Regions from separate parts of the Mus musculus genome. Here regions 2, 3, 4 and 5 are each linked to region 1. A link is a contact called in public Hi-C, HiChIP or PLAC-seq and promoter capture Hi-C data. All regions are on one chromosome and are shown on one strand. Each heading gives the region's core, a stretch centred on a gene start, on an enhancer-like site or on the middle of the called end of the contact. The rest is flanking DNA. Distances are from core to core; before and after follow the strand shown.

Region 1 (3,806 bases), core at 557-3,056:
TAAACTTGCAATCTTCCTGCCTTAGCAGAAGTGCTCAAATCACAAACATGCACCAATCATCACACCTAGTAGTAAAATCTGGTGCCTTCGACGTGTATGCTTTTTTTGTTGTTGCATTTTTCTCTTTTGCATTTTAATACTCAAGGACTGAACCCAGGGCCTCCTAATATGCTGAACACAATCTAACAGGCTACAAACTCAGGCAAACTTCATTTTTAGGCTTAAATGCTAACCCATCATTCCATCATTATCATCTTTTTTTGTTTTCAAATACGGAGTTTCACTATATGTAGCTCTGGCTAGACTGGACCTTGTTACAGAGACTCAGAGCCCCACCTGCCTCTGGCCAGACAGAATACTGGGATTCTACCAAGCACCTTATTTTATTAATTAATCTCATTTCTCTGCCTGAAATCTTTTTAAAAATAGTTTTTGAATATACCATCCCAGCATTGGAGGTGGAAATCTCAAGTTCAAGGACAGCATGAGCTACAGAGACACAGAAAAGAAAATGATTTATGCCCACATCCGTGTCCCAGGCCAGCCAGGAGTACATAGTGAGTGAGACTCTGGTGTCTACATAAAACAAAAAGCCCCACCATATTTATCTGCCACCATTTGACGCAGGGTGCTAATACTCACCCCAGAGTCGTTAATGCATGTAAAATGTTTTTGCTAGCCACTCAATAATAAGTAATATATTTAAATGCTGTCATGTGCATCAACGTGAAATGAAGTCAGAGAGAAGAAACAAACTTTTAAAAAATGCAAGTTTACCAAAATAGGTTCAGGAGAAAGCTTCTCTTCTCTAACATGTTCAAGTTCAGGTTCAGGCTCAGGCTCAGCAAGTTCCACCTCTGGTTCACACACAGGCACCTTCTCTACAGGTTTTGGTAGGGCTTTAACAGTACCTTTTCCAGTACCTAGCGTTTTTGCTTCCTGTGGATGAAAGGGAGAGAACAGAATGTTTTCCCAAGGGTGACAGCTAGAAGATGGGCCTTTTCAGGTTAATTGGGCTAGGGAGATCGGTACCCTTTTCAGGGCGATAGTTACCCTTTTCAGAGGCACTCTTGCCTGTAGCTCTTCGCTGACTTTATTACCAATGTCTCCAAGAGCAGTTCTCGGTCTCAGCCCGGGCTTGGAAGCAGCAGTAACTGTCACAGGCACACGCTTGGCGCCTGCCATACTGACCTTGGCCTTATTTTCTGCGTTAATTTTCGTGTTCTGAAAGAAGTAAAAGAACAACTTGAAAAGGGTCCACGGCAGCAAGCAGGCAGCCCCGAGGAAGTCACGGGTTAATTAAGGCGGGACCTAACTAAGGAAAGCAAGGGTGGTAGGATCTAGCCTCCAGCCGTGACAAGCAAGTTTCCACCCAAATCTTTCACCTTTAATCCAGTTTCCCCTTAAGTCCTAAGCCACCCTAAACATGGTGAATTTACATCGGAAAGGATGCCATAAAAGCCTCCGTCGTAGACAGCTCTCCGGGAAGGCGAAGAATTCACCCTGGGCCTTCACCATTAAGAGCACAGCACCCACTCCCCACAAGTCCTGCAGCCCAGATAGGTCCAGAGGTCTTTTTCACCCTCCATAAGGTGGGTCCTCAGCTCCCCGGCCTCGCCGGAGCCCTCCCGGATCCCCCTCCCGCTCCGGGATCCCGCGGTCTTCTCCCGCCGCGATCACCGCAGCGCCTGGCCCGACTCACCCTAGTGACCCTGAGCGCCATGGCTCCTCCAAAATCAGAGGTTCCCCGATTCGAGAAGACACCCTAACCTCTGGCTATCCACAGCTAAACACTAACAGCCGTTCCTCCGCAGCACGCCGGGAGGAGTCTGCCGGGCTTAGGTTTAAACCCCGGGCCGCTCGCTCCTCATTGGCCAGTTCGTGGCACTCGCTCTCTTCCCATTGGCGCCGCGGGTTCCCGTAGAATGCGTTTCCTGGGCGATCCCGCGATCCCAAGTTCGGCGGGGGTGGGGCGGGGGCGGGGCCAGAGCGAGGCTGCCGCTGGCAGCACCGCCCACCCCTCGCGAGGTCAGGCTCTATGCCTGCGCACAAGTCGCATTGCTGCCACCTGCCTTAGGTAGGCATGGCGTGCAGTGCTCACTTGTGTGCTGTCCAAGCTAGCCCAGGCGACTCCGTTGGACTTTAGGAAAATGACTGTGGGGAGTACGCATATCAGTTTTGCTGTTGTCCTATTTATTGTTTCTCATCCTCTTCTATAGAAGTGCCAATACTATCTTAAGAGTTCCCGAAAGCTTTGTTGCAGAGACGGTCTTTAATATGACTGTTCCAACAGCTATCTGGGATGGATTTTGAGGTTGATAGCATGAAGTTTTAGCACACATACACATAGTAAATGTTTTTTGTTTTGTTTTTGCTTTTTGTTTTTTCGAGACAGGGTTTCTCTGTATAGGCCTGGCTGTCCTGAAACTCACTCTGTATACCAGGCTGGCCTCGAACTCAGAAATCCACCTGCCTCTGCCTCCCAAGTGCTGGGATTAAAGGCGTGTGCCACCACCGCCCAGCTGTAAATGGTTATTATAAGCAAATAGATTAACATACCAAGCTCCCCAATAGCGACTGCCCCAGTGATAAAAGAAAATGTGCCTTATGCTTAATTTTGCTCTAAGTTTAAGATTACTCCAAAAATATAGTTTTGTAAAATCTTATTTAACAAAGATCTCTATTGCAACTCTCTATCTTTCTATGTCAAACTCCTTATTAAGGCTTATTAACTTCAGTGAAATTTTCCACATTAATTTTCAGTAACACTAACGCGGATTTATTTATTGACCAGGATCTCTTGTAGCACAGGTTGTTGGCATTCCTTCTATGCTCCGCCCAACAGTTACCTAGCAACAGCCAGGTAGGCCTGGCTTGCTATAAAAAGGACTGTTTGGCCTCTCCCTCTCTCTCTGACTCTGCCCTCTTTTCTCTCTCTGTCCCTTTTCTCCCTCTCTCCCTTCTCCCTCTCTTCACAGGTTCCTGGCCAGCTTCTTTTCTTCTTTTTCTCCTTCTCCCTCCCCCCATCTTTTCTCCTCTCTCTCTTTCTCTCTCCCACCCCCCCTTCTCGTCCCTTCTCTTTCTCTGTCTCTATTCACTTCTCACCTTCCTTTCCCATGCCCCCAAGTAAGCTGTTCTATGGTAGACCCGTCATATGGCTGGTACCTGGGGTGAGGAGTGGAAGCCTCAGTACGGGCCCACTGAGGGCACCCCCTCCCACCACACCATCCTGTGCTCTCTAAAACATATTCTTGGTTTTATAAAATGCATCACAGGTTGTTGAACTTCATGTGTAACTGAGAGTGACCTTAAATCTCCTGCTCTCCCTCCCCTGCCTCCTCATTGTTGAGGTTACATATACATCTTTTTTTTTTTTTTTTTTTTTTTTTGGTTTTTCGAGACAGGGTTTCTCTGTGTAGCCCTGGCTGTCCTGGAACTCGCTCTGTAGACCAGGCTGGCCTCGAACTCAGAAATCCGCCTGCCTCTGCCTCCCGAGTGCTGGGATTAAAGGCGTGCGCCACCACGCCCGGCTCTTACATATACATCTTTACACGGGATTTATGTCACACCGGAGACTGAACCCGGGATTTCAAGCATAGTGGACAAGCACTACCAATGGAGCTGTATCCCTAGCCCTGTAGTAATCATTGCTTTACAAATTAAGATATGTAGTAAGCAAATACTATATCCCAGGATTCCCTGCTCATCCCCCGACCCTGTGTGTATGTAAGTCTGGCTTGTTTTATTTGAGACAAGGTCTTATCACACTCGCTTGAAGCAGTGTGCTTCAGGTTTCCCAGCTTTTG
Region 2 (3,806 bases), core at 854-3,353, 2.0 Mb after region 1:
GGGAAGGATCGCATGCTATTATAAGAAACAACAAAACAAAACCAAACCAAAAATGGGAAAGCATAAGTAAAAGAAAAAAAAATCATTGAAATCTCCACTCAGCTACAACTGATGATATTTCAATCTATCTCCTGCTGGGTTTTAATTGTTTTTGAGAAGGAAGCGTGAAAATCAGACGGAGGGCCTTGGTGTATGCTAAGCAACACTCTGGCATTAAATTACATAGCTACATCATCCCTAGCGCATCCTCGTCATTCTTTGAACATGTATAAACATATGCACATCTTATCAACAATCTTAATGTCATATCTGTAGCTCTCTATTTTCCATCTCACATGTCTGGAAACTTCTCAACAAAGATTCTCTAAGGACATGCTTTGTCTTGGCTGCCTACTGGTGTCTCCCCACCGCTACTCTTTTCTGAGTTTCAGTTTTATGAGTTGATGGTTCCTTAGTTATTTATATTTCTTTAGGGCAGTGGTTCTCAACCTTCCCACTGTTGTGACCCTTTAATATAGCTGTGGTGACCCCCAACCATAAAATTATTTCACTGCTACTTTTTTACTGTAATTTTGCTACCGTTATGAATCCTAATGTACACATCCGATATGCAGGGGTTTGCAAACGCCAGGGGTTACGACCCACAGGCTGGCCACCACTGCTTCAGGGAGCTCTTTGTTGATGTTTTATCTCTGGCTTATAATTGAAAACACAGTGTTTTTATTATTGCCTTCATAGCTCTTCATATATCATTTTAGAAGTATAATCTCCCACCTAATAATAGATTTGCAGAAAATATTTTAGGTAGGTGGGGTCTGAATTCCAACAGAAAGGTAAGTCATATGTCCTACATGTAGGTGCAAAACTTTAAAACATTTACATTTTCTTTAACGGGAGAGGTTGGCTTATTTCTCACCAAGTGGAAAATTCGCTATTGAAGATTCGTGGAAGGAGGCCTTCATGAATGGGATGAAAAGGGGCAACAAGGCTGCTGGGACTTATCTTTCAAAAGTGTTCTTTGCTACTTTCCTATACTGAGTGCACACACACCTCCATATGATCACTAGGTTGATATCCCATGAGCCACTGGGGCTTGTATTCCAATGCATCTCAACATTGCCTTTTTTTTTTTTTTAAAGCACAGTCTAACACTGTAGATCAGGCTAGCCCAGAACTCACAGGGTAGCCCACACTGGTCTCAAACATGTGCCAGTTCTTCCTCGTCAGCCTCTGGAGGGCTAGAATTGTGGTTATGTCCCGTCACACCTGGCTCAGACTTTCATATCCTAGTAGGAGGCTAACAATGCCACCTGGTGTTTTAAAAATACAATTTAGCTTTAAAGTCATTCTCATGTATAATCTTTATTCTTATAATCAAGATCCGAGGGTTGGGTCACTACTCCTGAGGTGAGAAAGGACTGTCATTGTTGGACTATAGATAATGATAACAGTTTCAAGGACCCCTGAGATTCTTGCTCTCAGAGTCATGGTGGTAAATGGAACCATCAAAGTCTGGCTACTCTGTCCTTCATCCCCCAGTGCCCCTCCTTCCCGATCTGCTCCGCATGGGCAGCGGGTGCTTGGTCCCCTCTACCTCTCCAGTGCCTGGCTTGTGTCCACCACAGTGGCGGTCAGCAAACCATCATGGGCCATGTGGGGCATGCTCAGAGAACTAGATCACTGAAAAACGAAGGAGGCATAAGCATGATAAAATTGTGAATGATAAATTAGAGTACAAATCATGAGTGCTTCTCACTAGAAAATGGAGAGGAGCAGGGCCCGCTGACTCAGCATGTATTGAGGCTCTGAATAAATGCCCCCTTCCACAAAAGCTAAACCTACTTTTTGTTTGTTTCTACTTATGACTTTTCAAAAAGCGGTTTGTTGGACTGATATTCATACACCAAAGACAGCTCCTGTAGTAAAAAATGCACAAGGTGCATCATGCAAATATTAATCAGAAGCATCAGGAGAAATGGTAAATGAATAGAAAAAAAAAAATACTGGGTGCTGTTTGCGAAGCCTGCCACCTAGTGGATCCACCTAGCTACAGCAGGAGCTACAAGGAAGCTGGGGCGTGAGAGAACTCTGTGATAGCTGTCTGAGAAAACAATAGCAGCAGCAACAGAACTAGGCAAGCTGACTGCTAGATGTCTGCTTAGTTTGCTCTGACTTGCAAGTCTTTCCGGGTTTCAGTGCACAAGGGGAGAGGAGAAGTTTTAAGTGGGCTGAACTGAGTCAAGGTTTCTTCCTTCTGGCCTCCCTTGTGTTGTGGCCCTGACTCTCATCCTCCGCCCTAGCTCCAGCCTGCTAGCACACCTTACCCCAACATGAACCAAGGCCTCAACCTACTAGGCTCACTGTGTACTTCCCAACACCTGAGACCCACCCACCTCACATTTGCATTTCTATCCATGTTGCCTGGGCTATCCCTACTTCTCCTCAACTCCCCGAACCATCATTTAAGGCCTGTACAGATTAACCCTCAGTTCTCTTGAGCTTTTTCGATGCCAGTAGTCTTTCCTTCTTGGGAACTTCTGCCACGTTTACAGTCTGTTCCTTAGGTTTAGCACTTTGATTATAGCCTGGTGATGCTAGGCCTTCCTACTGTGAGCACTGGATGATGAGGCACTCCTAATTAGATGCTTGTGTTGGAGAAGTGTGTGGTAGGCACTGAAAGCACAGCCTCTGACTCACGCTGCCTGGGTTGAAATCACTGACCTAGCAGATGGTTGTGGCTGCCTTGCTCATGGCTCTCTACTTTGGTTTGTGTGTCTGGAAAATGGGGACACCTCTATTTATAGCATCTGCCTCAGAGAAGAACCGAGGGTCACATGAATTTGTGTAAAACCCAGCAGAGCCTGGCGGGTGCCAAGTACTCTTGCTTCATTAGCTATGTATGTGTATGAGTTTTGTGTAGGATCGTGTGTGTGTGTGTGTGTGTGTGTGCGTGCACGTGTGCACACGCACAAGCATGTGAGGCCAGAAGACATCCTTGTTTCTTGATACATGATCTGAAACTCACCAAGTAGGCTGACCTGGCTGACCAGCAAAGCCTGTGACATTCCTGTCTCTACTCCCCAGTGGTGAGTGCACAAGTGCCACTGACTGCAGGTGTCTGCACCCCGTGTGGTTTTAGAGCAGTGGTTCTCCACCTGTGGGTCATAACCCCTTTAGGGGATCACATGTCAGATATTCACATTAGGATTCATAACAGTAAGAAAATTACTGTATGGAGTAGCAATGAAAATACTTTATGACTGGGGGCCACCACCACATGGAGAACTGTAATAAAGGGTCACAGCATTAGGGGGCTGAGGACCACTGTTCTAGAGGATCAAACTCAAGTCCCCATGCTTGCCAGGGAAGTACTTTACCAACGGAACTATAACCTCAGCTCCCCATCAGCTATTTCCCTGAGTTGTTTTAGATGACGCTTGCAGCATTTAGCCCAAAGCTCTGGAAATACAAGGAAATACGGAAGGATGACAGTCATGCCATTTGGTTGTCCCCACCCCATACTTGAGAAGCTCCCAGAGTTCCTGAAGTTCCTGAACCAAGTGCTGGTGAGGCCTAGAGGTTTTCTTATGCACCAAGAATTTAAACAAAGTAATACGGCTGAGTGGAAAGTTCCTTAATTATAGGGTTAAGCCTGACCTGTTATCGCTCGAGCAAAGGCTGAAAACTGGGACACTATGGTCTCCATCTACGAAAGACCATGAAGTTATTTTAGAAAGACTGATGCTGTCCCACGATCAAGCTCTCCTGGAAGGGAAGGAATGAGGGACCTGACCATCCACTCATCC
Region 3 (3,806 bases), core at 827-3,326, 1.9 Mb after region 1:
TTTATGTGTGTTTTCAAATGCAATTATCGCACCCAACCTCTGTGGGTCACTATTGTTTTTCTAGTAAAGACAGAGGGTGCCATAGCTGTTGCCAAGGATCACTGTTGGAATGAGGAGGGGCGTGTATCACAGTGGGCCATTCACAGAAGCTGCACTGGGTCCAACAGGAGTGGCTATATCTCCAGCTTGGGAGAATTTCTTTAGCATGACACCATTTAACAAAGCACATGTATTCCAAAGTGACAGTACACTGTGACAAATTTTTTTAGGAAGGTTGGTACTTAAGGATATGGTTTAAAGTGGCACTGATACATGCATTCTGGCTATAGCCTGCCTGCAGTGGATCCTCCAAGCATCTTCATCCTTCACCTTCCCGGCTACAGATAGCCATCTGCTGGTGAAGCTTAATGAAAGAGGATGGATATTTCTAAGAGACCTTGGTTTCACCAAATTAATAGACTTTTTGTAGAGCTGTGTAAGGTACTAACTTGTACCATGGCCAACAGGTCTTTCTTCTTTCCACACCCAAGTATGCTGGACCAACATGTCATTGACTACACAGAGAACTGGGCTCTTGAAACAGCAAGAGGTTCCCAGGACCCAACAGGGATGACCTTAGCCAAAATACCCAACAAAGGGGGATAGAACCTATAGAGACCATATCCAGTGATTAGGCACAGCCTCCAGTTGAGGGATGGGGTTACCCACCCATCTCAAAAATATTAACCCAGAATTGCTCCTGTCTGAAGGAAATGCAGGGACAGAGAGTGGAGCAGAGGCTGACCAATACAAATGCAGATGCTCGCAGCCAAACCTTGGACTGAGCACAGGGACCCCAATGGAGAAGTTAGGGCAAGGACTGAAGGAGCCGAAGGGTTTTGCAACCTTATAGGAAGAACAACAATATCAACCAACCAGACCTTCCAGAGCTCCCAGGGACTAAACCAACCAAAGAGTACACATGGCTCCAGCTGGATGTGTACCAGAGGATGGCCTTGTCTGGCATCAAAGGGAGGGAAGGCCCCTGGTCCTGTGAAGGCTTGATACCCCAGCATAGGGAGATGCTAGGGTGGTGAGGCGAGAGTGGATGGTGGGTAGGAGGAGCACTCTCATAGAAGCAGGGGGTAATTTCCTAGGTAAGTCAAATTGCTAGGTTGTGGAATTATCCTAGGTTGATTGATGTGGTGAGAGAGGACATGACCTTCTGGGTGAGTGCTAACCGTCACTTTGTGCTACAGGAAGACAATAAGACTGCTAGGTAGTTCATGGTTTGGGGTCTGGAATTCTGGCTAATCATATAACCTAAGAACTCTTGGTATGGGTTTGTTGTTGTGTTTATTTGCTTGCTTTATACATGTGTTGGTTGTGTTTTACTATTTCCTATGTTTGCTTTCTAAAAATATCTTTAAAACATAGAGGCTACAACAAGGAAGTTTTAATGTAGGTTGAACCGTGTATGTATAAGGTAATTTAGACAAGGATCAAAGACATCACAGAATTAATGGTTAGGGGTGGATATCAGGGCCTCCCTTGGGCTAACTTAGAGCTCCACCACTGAGCCATACCCTTCTAGCCCTTAGGTTCATTCACAGCTGCATATAGAAACGTTTCAATGGCTAAATAAAGGGCAAAGAGAGCTGTTTGGAGAGTTGCGCCCTCCGTTCAGTAGGATTCTTCAAGCTGCTTTACGATGTAAGACATCTTAGGGCAGCCAGAACCATGCTTTTCTGTGCTTCCTGCTAACAGGATCTGCATCGACCGCAATGGTAGCACAGACTGGTTTGCAAAGTTACCAATGTTTAGTTATCCTTTTAGTCCTATCTTTAGTGAAGGAAATATATCTCTGTAAAGAACATTTCTATTCACCTTTTCTGTGCCTAGAAGGAAAGGAAAGACTACATTTCTGAATGTTCTCCCAGGGAAAGAACTAAGATGTATCCTGGAGTACCTTTGACCAAATACACTAAGTGGGCTTTCTGTATGTGTTAATCTCAGCAGATGTTGGTCTGTAGGCCTGAAATTTGATTCCAGCCAACAACCTTAGGGCAATAATGAGGAAGATCAGTCCAGAAAGGGGAAGGGTGATTTGACACAAGCCCTTGCTAAGATGAGGAAATTGGAAAGGGCAAAGAAAATATACACTGAGTGAGGCTTTTAAAATAATGAAAGGGCCCTTAGGTGCTTGGGGTTGTTTTGACAAGTTCTGTCAGCCCGTATTGACATTCTCTGTCATGGGATAAGTTATCTTCAGAGGACTGTAAGAACCAAGGCCCTTTGGAGTGGTGGTTCTCAACCTGTGGGTGAAGACCCTTTTAGGAACCAAATGACCTGTTTGTTCACAAGGGTCTTATATCAGATGCCCTGCATACCAGATATTTATAGTATGATTAATAATAGTAACAAAATTATAGTTCTGAAGTAGCAATGGAATAATTTTGTTGTTGGGGGTCACCACAGCATGAGGAACTGTATTAAGGGGTTGCAGCATTAGGAAGTCTGAGAGACAGTGCAATGGAGGCTCTGTCTTTTAACTGCAGGAGAACTTAGGAATGCTTTTGCTTTGGTGCTCAGATGGCTGAGATAGATAGAAATTTATGGATGGAATTTTTCCTAGTTTCCAGAATCCTCCTGACGTCTTAAGAGTCTAGCTGTAGCAAATTACATGCGGGAAATTTATGAACTGTCAGATGACTTTTTTTCAGATATTAAAAACGAAAACAGGCTTTTTATTAATTCTGATTTGATTGTGTGTTTGTGGAGAGAGTCTGGCAAGATAAATTGCAGCCTGACTTCAGGACATGTTCTAATTACCATTGACTGGAATAGAATACGAGAAACTGTTTTGAAGAGAGAAGACATCTATTTACTTTTCTCATTGGAAAAAAATGTGTAACATGTTTGACTAGCTGGAAAATACTGAATAATAGAACCTATTCATTTATCAGGTACCTGGCTGCCCATGTAACACATTCTAGTAGCACCAGGAAAAGATGATAAATGGAATAAGTAGAGTTCCTCTGTCACAGAGTGTCATAGAAGAAATGTGTTTATATACACTTTAAGCAATAGAATATGAAAAATTAGTAATTACCTCAAGCGCTGAGAGGAAAGAGGGTTGTCCATTCACAGTTCTGTGTTATGTTGATGAATTACTGATGAATGGGTGAACTAAATTCACAGATTTCATTCCTCTGCTCCTTATTTAATATGCATGGTGCTGGTCTCAGCTTAGTGGATGACAATGAACGATCTCTGGTGGTGGAACATCTTGGTATCATATAGTAGAGAAAAGTGGTTCTTAGGTCTCTTTGTAGTCATAAAGACAATTGTTTTGTGAGGAAATGTTTCTAGACTGTCAAATGGTGTGTATCTGAAAAATGCTGATACCAAGTATTTTCAACTGTTCTATAAGCTTTGGGCGCAAATGAGTCTTACTAAGAGTAAAATGCTAATAAATGGTTATTGATTTCTTCTGTTGTATTTCAACTAATGATTGATTTGAAGAAATTTTTTTTTAAAATCCCTGCTCATTGCCTCAATAACTCATTGTTCCTTTGGTCTCTGTGTCCTTGTGTATGTTTAAAATTTTCTCTTGCTATTGATATTAGTCTCATTCTTCAATAATCAGAAATGATGTGTGACATTATTTCAAATGTTAAACATGTTACAATGTATTTTTGGCTTGCCACATGGTCTATTATTTTTATAATTTTTATTTATAGTTTGAAAATTGGATACATGCAATGTAATGTGTTTTAATCAAATTCCTCCGCTATCCCTTCATTCCAATTACTCACCACTACCCC
Region 4 (3,806 bases), core at 459-2,958, 1.9 Mb after region 1:
TCTGGGCCTATCAACTCCTCAGGGTCACCCCATCAGCATCTACTTTAAACTAGTACTCTCTCTTCACACAGAACCATTTAAAGCATGCGGTGACAATCCTGCCACCTGTCCTTCTGAGGTTAATTGCACTGATCCTCCTAGGGAATGAACATGGCCCTACCACTGCCTGCTCAGCACACTTTCTTCCCTGGCTTCCTTTTCTCCACTGAGGCATGTGTGAGGCTCCCTGGGCTCAGCCCCACAGTCCTGGTCCCCACCCTCTGACATCTTCACCTCCTGCTTGCCCATTCACCTATACTAACCCTGTTCTCTGGATTGCCCTGATCCTCTCACCTCTCCATTACCCCTGTCTCTCACAGACTGCTTGCAGCCCTGCAAACTTCTCTGCTTCCTTCAGGGTTGAAGCCAGTTGCCATCTTCCCTTGGAAAGATCCTTAATTACCCTCTACTATCAAGAGAAAGATCTGCTTTAAGAGGAAAATCAGTTTAACAACAAACAAACAAAAAGCACCTACATTATTTGATTTTCTGTCTTTAGCTAACCCTCCCACCCCACCTCACCGCTGGCCCCCAACATGATTCTTGTAAGCGTTGAGGGGCTTGAATCTTTTGATTTTTGCACTCACGGTGCGGCAAATTACCATGTGTTGAACGAATTTAAATGTCTTGATCTGAGGAACCATTGTGCCCTGGGCAGTGTTGTGTGCCAAGGGCATTACAGATGAGCCCCATCTTTTGCCTTTCGGTTTTATGGCCAGAGCCTAAAGTTAATAGCAAACATCCTCGTTGGTCTGGTTTGGTAAAACCCAGCAGCCAGCACCTGACTGGTAACAAACGACCCTGCATTCCAGAGCATGTTGGCCTCATGTCCCACTTTCACTTTAAGGCTTTGAAAGTTAAACCCATTCTCTGTTCCTTCTTGTTCTTCTTGTTCTTCTTCTTCTTGTTCTTCTTGTTCTTCTTCTTCTTCTTGCTCTTCTTCTTCTTCTTTCTCTCTCTCTCTCTCTCTCTCTCTCTCTCTGTCTCTGTCTCTCTCTCTCCATAGAAGCATGTATGAGAGAATACTGCATAGAGGAGAGTAGATGGAGTTAAAGAGAGAGAAAGAGAAACAGAGGCAGAGAGACAAAGAGCTACAGAATTCACCTGGCCACTGGGTATTAGTCAAACACATACTGGCCACACCCAGACAGAAGACTGAACAATGACATAGGACTAGGGACCTTGTCCAAGGGGCCACAGTGATGGCCATCAACATTAGCATACCTGCCTCCAAAATAAATTTGCCAGTGTGTGCTTCACCCTGTCAATCTTCCTGTCCAATATTTCCACCTTAGAAAACCGTCATCCTACCTACTTGAGCGCTGATCATAGCAAGTACCATGCTTAGGATTTTTCAGAGGAATCTGGCTAACTTGCTAAAGCCTAAGAACCTTCTAGATTGTGGATTGACTTCTATCACGTTCACTTGTGGTCTAGGACATGCCCACGAGGCTTGTAATAGCGTCTAATATTGTTCTTTTTAAATGTTTTATCTATTCTTCATCCCTGTAAATGACATTATACTCATGTTCTAAGCAGTGAAGGGTCCATACAGTTTGTCACACAGCATGCTGATTCAACTAAATGCTTCCATACCACAGACTGAAGGGAAGTAAGCATTTCTTGTGGGTCTCGAGGTCCCTCCCCAGCTCCTAGCATTGTTTGAGTTTGTCTGGCTTGAATGGAGGCCAGCTGATTCTCCTCCAAGTTCCATTTTGGGTCAGATCTCAGGAGACAGCCTGTCTGGTGGCTCAAAAAAAAAATATCTGGCAGAATAGCCACCCCAACCTGGAGTCAGGGTGGATCCCCCCTGCTTTAGACCCTTCTTCAGACCCCTGGTGCCCTGAGGGGGGCACGCCGAAAGGTGGGGAGTACTCTGATTTCTTCAGCTGAGCCTCTGAGTGTGCTGCTAAGTGGGAAGTCCCGCACAGGCAGCCAGGCTGCTCGGCATCCTTCTCTCTTACACAACCAGTGTCTCCTGCCAGGCGCCTTATGTCATCTTCATTCTCTCCTGTGTTTACTCATGGGTGTCTCCTTTTGTGGCCTCAAAGCACTTTTAGCTGTCTACCACTATTTAGTAGTTAGTCAATGGGCTGGACCCCACTAAGTTCCTTGCAAAGATCACAAGATCTAGAAGAGGGGTTTCCACTTGCAAAGACCTTAAAATCTTGAAATGGCTACAAAAAGCCACAAGCACAATGTGGTTGTTGTATGGTATATATGTTACATGGCCCTTTTGACTGACAGATTTCTCTGTGAGCTGCTGAGATTATCTTCAGATAGTCAAGTATGGCCTATCCCTCAAGACAGCAAGGCTAGATGGGACCTGGTTTCCTGGTAACCGTGTCGGCCCTTCTTGTTAGTTTACACAACCCACTTTAAACGCATTTTGAAGTGGAATTAAGTATTCTCATTGATTTACAACTGACACTTTATTGGTGAAAAATTACTCATCAAGGTTGTCATTATAAGTTTGTCTTTTGTATCATAACTCTCAGGAAAAATTTCAATACTTATTTCAAATGAAACAACAGAAGAACTTGGTAACTGATATATTGTTATTATAAACAACTTTTGCATAATTTATTATTTTGATTTATTTTCTATTCTTTAAAAGCAGTGTGTGTATGTGTGTGTATACATGTATGTGTATGTATATATATATATATGTGTGTGTTTGTATGTGTATGTATATATGTGTGTATGTATGTGTTTGTGCATGTGTGTATGTGTGTGTATATATGTGTACGTGTGTATATGTATTTGTATGTGTATGTGTGCAAATGAGTAGGTATATATGTGTATGTGTATATATGTATATGTGTGTATGTGTATGTGTATGCATATTTGTGTGTATATGTGTATATGTATATGTATGTATGTGTGTGTATGTATGTGTATGTGTGGATACACACACCACAACATGCATGAGAAGACTAGGGGACAGCTTTGTAGATTCAGTCCTCTCCCTCCATTTTGATGTGGGTTCCAGTTACAGAACTCAGGTCACCTGGCTTGCACCAAAGCACCTTTACCCACAGAGCTATTTCACTGGCCTATGGATTCTTTTCTTTCATCTGTGGTATAAATAATAACAATATAGACCAGTGGGGTAAGAAGAACTGGAGAAAGGGGTCATGAATTTGAACCTACTTTTTCCTCATCTTGTGAATTTGGAAAAGAATAATAGCTTTTAGCTTGTGGCTTTGTCTTTGTTTTGTTTTGTTTTTTAATAAAGAAAGCCTAGTTTGTATGACGTATAAAGCACAGTATTATGTATGTTATTTTCTACTTGCCTGGTATGCTTTCAGAATTAGAAAAGTATAAATCATTAAATATTTGTTTACATGATGAATAAGTAATTGTAAACCAGCTGCTTATCTTTAAGAAGAAAAGCATGCTCTTGGGTCTTACGTGCAGACGTGCCCTGGGTACAACATCTGTATTGGGACCAGCTCTGTAAGCAATCAATTTTTAAAGAAAGGCTTAGTGTTTGGCAGAGGTTTAAATTAGAAGGGATATGCCCTGCCAGAGACAGGAGTACATTGTCTCTGATACGCTCACTAGTGAATGACTCTAGGAGTCAGAACCTGGAGACAACAGAATTCAAGTCTTTCAGCTGAGCTGAGAAACTTCTAAGCGTTGTGGAGAGGAAACATGATGTCCTGGGAAGCTCATGGCTCCAAAAATCTCAGAAAGCCACTGGCAGTCATGTGACCCTAGGCAAGGTGACAGACCTTTCAAAATCTCCAATAGCAGTGATACTC
Region 5 (3,806 bases), core at 565-3,064, 1.4 Mb before region 1:
CTTGAACTATGTAGTCTATTCCAATCTGCTGCCTTTCCAAGTCTATCTCTATCGATCTCCCAATTGATGCTGATGATGGTCCTCAAATCATATTCTGAGCAGCAGAGATCTAGATGACTGGCCACAGGGCTAATATCACTATTTTCGTGGGGTTCCTAGGGGCAGGGCTAAAGGAAGAGCCATGGACTTGAAGTACCAGAGTCTGAGAGAAAGGGTTGATGAGGAAACTAATGGTCACTCTGTCTTTTTTCTCTCTATGAGATAGGTCTTGAAAGAGTGAATAGAGACAAAGGAGAAATATGAATGACAGACGATTAAAGAATTAATAAAACAGATATTACCTTTGGTGCCAGGTAGGTTATATGCAATAGCTATCTTCTTATGTTGAAATTCCTTTAACTTCACAATGTTATCTGTGAGTAGGTATCTTTTAGCTAAAAAGTAGAAAAAGAAAATAAAGTCATTTTGATTGCTCTCCCCCTCCCCCGCAGCAAATAAGAGCATGGTTGCCTCTAAAGGATCCATCCAGAGAGGTACAAATACTATATATCCCTGGTGAGAAGCAAACATCTCCAGTCAAGTATTGAATGCAAGTCTTACATTTGAAAGAGGTAGGGATTGATGGAGTGTGAAGACTGGTTGACAAGATGAGCTATGAAGAACAAATGGGCATTTGCTATCTAGTTGGGGGCTAGCAATGCAGACACCTACACACACACACACACACACTGCAGACACCTACACACACACACACACACACACACACACACACTTTTGCTTGGTTTATTTTGGGAGAAACATGAAATATTGGGAAAAGCTATATCATGACTTCCAGTTTTGAAACTTCGGCACTGAAGATAGCCTTTCAGATCTGGACTCAGTAACCCTAGATCAGAAATCACTGACCACAGATCAGCAAGTCTGGAATGTACCCTTCTGCATCGTTGGCTGTGCATGAGATAAAAACAGATGAACCGTGCACTGAGATCTGACACAGTAAGGTAGTAACAAAAATAGTTGTTTATGAAAAGGCAGTCCTGTGACGCTGTCAGATCTGGGTCTTTAGTTCAAATACAGCATCTGCCAGCTCCCTGTGACCTTGGGCGAGTGACAACCTTGTCTACTTCCTATTCTGTAAATGAAGAAGGGTACCTCTGTCACTGGATGCTATGTGTGTGTGTGCGCGCCCACATTATAATAATTTTATTATCAATAGCAGTCACGCCTTCAGAAAGGCGGTAAGGAATAATTTGGGGGATGAGGACGCCTGCCTCGAGTCTTTGAGAATGTAAGCAGCACAGCTTGGGTTCCCATCTCTTAAACTCCGCACCAAAACCTTGCAGAAAAGGACACCCGACGACTGAGGTATGTTCTCGAAGAGCAACTTGGACCTTTGCAAGTGCAGTCCCTAGCTGCCCTTTGCTTTCCAGGCACAGAGCAGAGGGGTTCACAGTCCGGAAGCAAACCGGGCTGCTCACGCGTGCAGCAAAAGGGAAAGGGCGCACGAGCCTCCTCCAAAAAGAGAGGCCGCGGTGGGCTCACGCTCCCTTCTCTTCCACCCTCCCTCCTTCCAGGCGTGCGGCCGCTCGTACCTCCGAGAGTGCAGCGGCAGCAGGCGGAGCCTGAGCCCGTCACCCCGGGATGCAGCGAAGGACGCGGCACCCGCAGGCGTTCCAGGGGCCGAAACACTGTAGCCATGTTGTTCCGGGCCGGGCTGCACCATCTGCGGGACCCGGGCAGGGGGGACCTCTGAGGTGGTAGGACCACTTCCGGCGGAGGCGGGCTCTGTGCCTGTCCCCCCACGCCCGCCTTCCACTTGGTGCGCTCCAAGATGGCGGCTCCCATGGTGCGGTGTGGGATGCTCCTGGCTCGGCGACTAGACGCGTCTCGCCTTTGCCTCGCAGGTTGGTGGCTGCTGCCTTGGAGCTGCAGCTCCATTTAGGCCTCCCAGCACGCTGTTTATTGAAGGAAGGGGGTGATGGGCTTCCAGGAAGCGCATAAGTGCGTCTGGGATCCGGTTGCTAGAGAAGCCGTTTAGGGTATTGGTAACCCAGAAAGGAAAAATAATCCCTCTTCTTTAAGGCTAGTACCCGCCATTCCAAACTTTTGAAAAGTAGGGGAAGGCTGTAGCATGAGGTTCTGCGTATGTCTTGCAAGTTTAATGTATTAAATTAGTAGACTTCTTGGTGATCATGAAAAACCCAAATATGTTCACTCCGTGGGCTAGAACAGTTTTCTTCCCCTGAGATTTCTTTGGAGGGTCATCAGGCAAAAGTTTTCCCTCACTGCCTTGTACTTGATGACCCGAACCCTTGGTCTTCATCTCCTGAAAGAATTTTTCAACACTAGCCTCACTTTACCTGGTGACCTTGGCCACAACTTCTGCCTGACATTTCTTTTTTTTTTTTTTTTTCCACCAGTAGGTAAACAAGCAGAGCGATTTGATGGCTTGAGTTGAATCACATAATCACTCAAAGCCTTTTTAGGGTACCTAATGGTGAAAATACGTTTTGAAGTTTTTGCAAAACCCGAGTTTGTAGTGCTTACAATCTCGTAATCCTTGAAGATGTGCCAGATAACAGAAGTAAAATGAACTAACCACACTTGGATGTTTGCAATGCTGCTTGTTTTCAATCAGACTCCCTTAACACCAGTCACAAAAAGAGAAGCAATGCTCACTTGCTCTCACTCCTGTAAGTGTACAGCCATTTAAAAACTCCACAGTTGTCCTCAAGAGTTTTCTAAAGATAAAGTGTTTGAACTACCTGGCAAGAACACTTCATATCACACATTTGACAAATTGATACGAACAATATTTGGCACTAAGAGTGCTTTGTAGAGCTATTTGGCATATTTAATTGTGATTGGTAGTAAATTCTTTGAAGTTTCATAAGACCCACACTAGTAGATACAGGAGAGTAAGTTGGTTGCTTATAATGGCTGGGGCAACTATTGTAACAAAGGAATGGAAACTACACAGAGCAACTTGAGAGAACCTTTACTTTGGCAGTTTATACTCTGAAGCTATCCCAACTTGGTAGTTGCTAGTACTTGTAGCTATTTAAATTTAAGTTGAAGATAAATAAGATTAAAAACTAAGTTTCTTCACGGCAGTTAGTGTTTTATGTGGTCAGTACATCCATGTAGCTGATGTCTTTTGTCTTGGACAATTTAAAATGTAACATTTTTATTTCTACAGAAGTTTTTTGGACACTGCATTAGACCACAGATGGAGGCTATAGGAAGGCAATATAAGTACATCAGTGTATAAATACCCTAATTCAAGTACTCAGCTTGTACAAATTCATGACAGATGAGTCAGTATATGCAACACTTTAAGACTTCTACATAGTCTACTTAAAATAGGATGAAAGAATACAGCCCAAATGATCAAAAAGATAGAAGAAAAATGAACTGAGATAGAGCAACAACAGGTATGTGAAAAGGACAGGGGAAGGAAACTTACTGGGTACCATAATTCGTAGACAGGCATTAGTGAGCCTTAACCACCCTGCTGATAGGTGGTATCCCTCATTTTGTGTATGATGAAAAAGATACAGAGGTGTATGATCTGCCCAATCTTCATAGCATTTATTATTGGCACCACAAGGGCTAAAAGTTAAATTGTGCTGCTAAAGCTTGTCTATTTTCACAATCACATTATTTTCTTATTTTAAAAACAAAACAAACAAACAAAATGCTTGGAGACATTTTGAATGGCACGTGCAGAGGGGGACTGGCAAGGCCCAGACCTAAGCCTGTGAGTCTGAAGACTCTTACTCATTCAGATGTGTTTTGAGCACTTT

What was found. Promoter capture Hi-C pulls out the DNA fragments that hold promoters and counts their contacts. Hi-C and Micro-C count contacts between places; a contact is called where the count stands out from the background. HiChIP or PLAC-seq counts read pairs in DNA pulled down with a chosen protein or histone mark.
Region 2: a contact with region 1 is called in an H3K27ac HiChIP or PLAC-seq map of embryonic stem cells, with 3 times the contacts expected there. The contact joins the enhancer-like site here to the promoter of Ccnb1 in region 1. A contact is called at or near these places in 5 of 39 promoter capture datasets (embryonic stem cells, hippocampal neurons, liver and 1 more) and 3 of 115 datasets of contacts at active chromatin or transcription factors (embryonic forebrain and embryonic stem cells).
Region 3: a contact with region 1 is called in an H3K4me3 HiChIP or PLAC-seq map of bone marrow-derived macrophages, with 5 times the contacts expected there. The contact joins the enhancer-like site here to the promoter of Ccnb1 in region 1. A contact is called at or near these places in 3 of 39 promoter capture datasets (the 3T3-L1 cell line, cranial neural crest and liver), 3 of 115 datasets of contacts at active chromatin or transcription factors (bone marrow-derived macrophages, embryonic stem cells and pro-B cells) and 1 of 9 other capture datasets (liver).
Region 4: a promoter capture Hi-C map of liver shows a contact between it and region 1, with 3 times the contacts expected there. The contact joins the enhancer-like site here to the promoter of Ccnb1 in region 1. A contact is called at or near these places in 4 of 39 promoter capture datasets (frontonasal cranial neural crest, hippocampal neurons, liver and 1 more), 2 of 115 datasets of contacts at active chromatin or transcription factors (embryonic stem cells and large pre-B cells) and 1 of 9 other capture datasets (liver).
Region 5: a contact with region 1 is called in a Hi-C map of CD4 T cells, with 4 times the contacts expected there. The contact joins the promoter of Mrps27 here to the promoter of Ccnb1 in region 1. A contact is called at or near these places in 3 of 39 promoter capture datasets (hippocampal neurons, liver and pre-B cells) and 1 of 484 Hi-C or Micro-C datasets (CD4 T cells).

The regions. Positions count from the first base shown.
Region 1 is chr13:100,784,680-100,788,485 of GRCm38.p6, forward strand. It overlaps Ccnb1 (cyclin B1), which reads right to left and starts at 1,807. Exons shown (of 9, transcript NM_172301.3): 1 at 1,703-1,807; 2 at 1,054-1,224; 3 at 778-939. The coding sequence starts at 1,723.
Region 2 is chr13:102,743,083-102,746,888 of GRCm38.p6, forward strand. All of the region lies in intron 26 of Mast4 (microtubule associated serine/threonine kinase family member 4), which reads right to left. Among named protein-coding and RNA genes, the nearest start is that of 1700099I09Rik, 15 kb to the right of the region's middle. Within about 2 kb of position 2,104, at least 90 of the 459 cell types and tissues checked have an H3K27ac peak or open chromatin away from gene starts, as enhancers often do. A contact at or near this core is called in embryonic stem cells, hippocampal neurons and stem cell-derived epiblast-like cells, where this site is marked.
Region 3 is chr13:102,715,110-102,718,915 of GRCm38.p6, forward strand. No RefSeq gene overlaps it. Among named protein-coding and RNA genes, the nearest start is that of Cd180, 23 kb to the left of the region's middle. Within about 2 kb of position 2,077, at least 12 of the 459 cell types and tissues checked have an H3K27ac peak or open chromatin away from gene starts, as enhancers often do. A contact at or near this core is called in bone marrow-derived macrophages, where this site is marked.
Region 4 is chr13:102,656,658-102,660,463 of GRCm38.p6, forward strand. No RefSeq gene overlaps it. Among named protein-coding and RNA genes, the nearest start is that of Gm41046, 7.9 kb to the right of the region's middle. Within about 2 kb of position 1,709, at least 66 of the 459 cell types and tissues checked have an H3K27ac peak or open chromatin away from gene starts, as enhancers often do. A contact at or near this core is called in liver, where this site is marked.
Region 5 is chr13:99,342,972-99,346,777 of GRCm38.p6, forward strand. Mrps27 (mitochondrial ribosomal protein S27) reads left to right here and starts at 1,815. Exons shown (of 11, transcript NM_173757.3): 1 at 1,815-1,904. The coding sequence starts at 1,832. It overlaps Ptcd2 (pentatricopeptide repeat domain 2), which reads right to left and starts at 1,707. Exons shown (of 10, transcript NM_026873.2): 1 at 1,593-1,707; 2 at 342-434. The coding sequence starts at 1,698.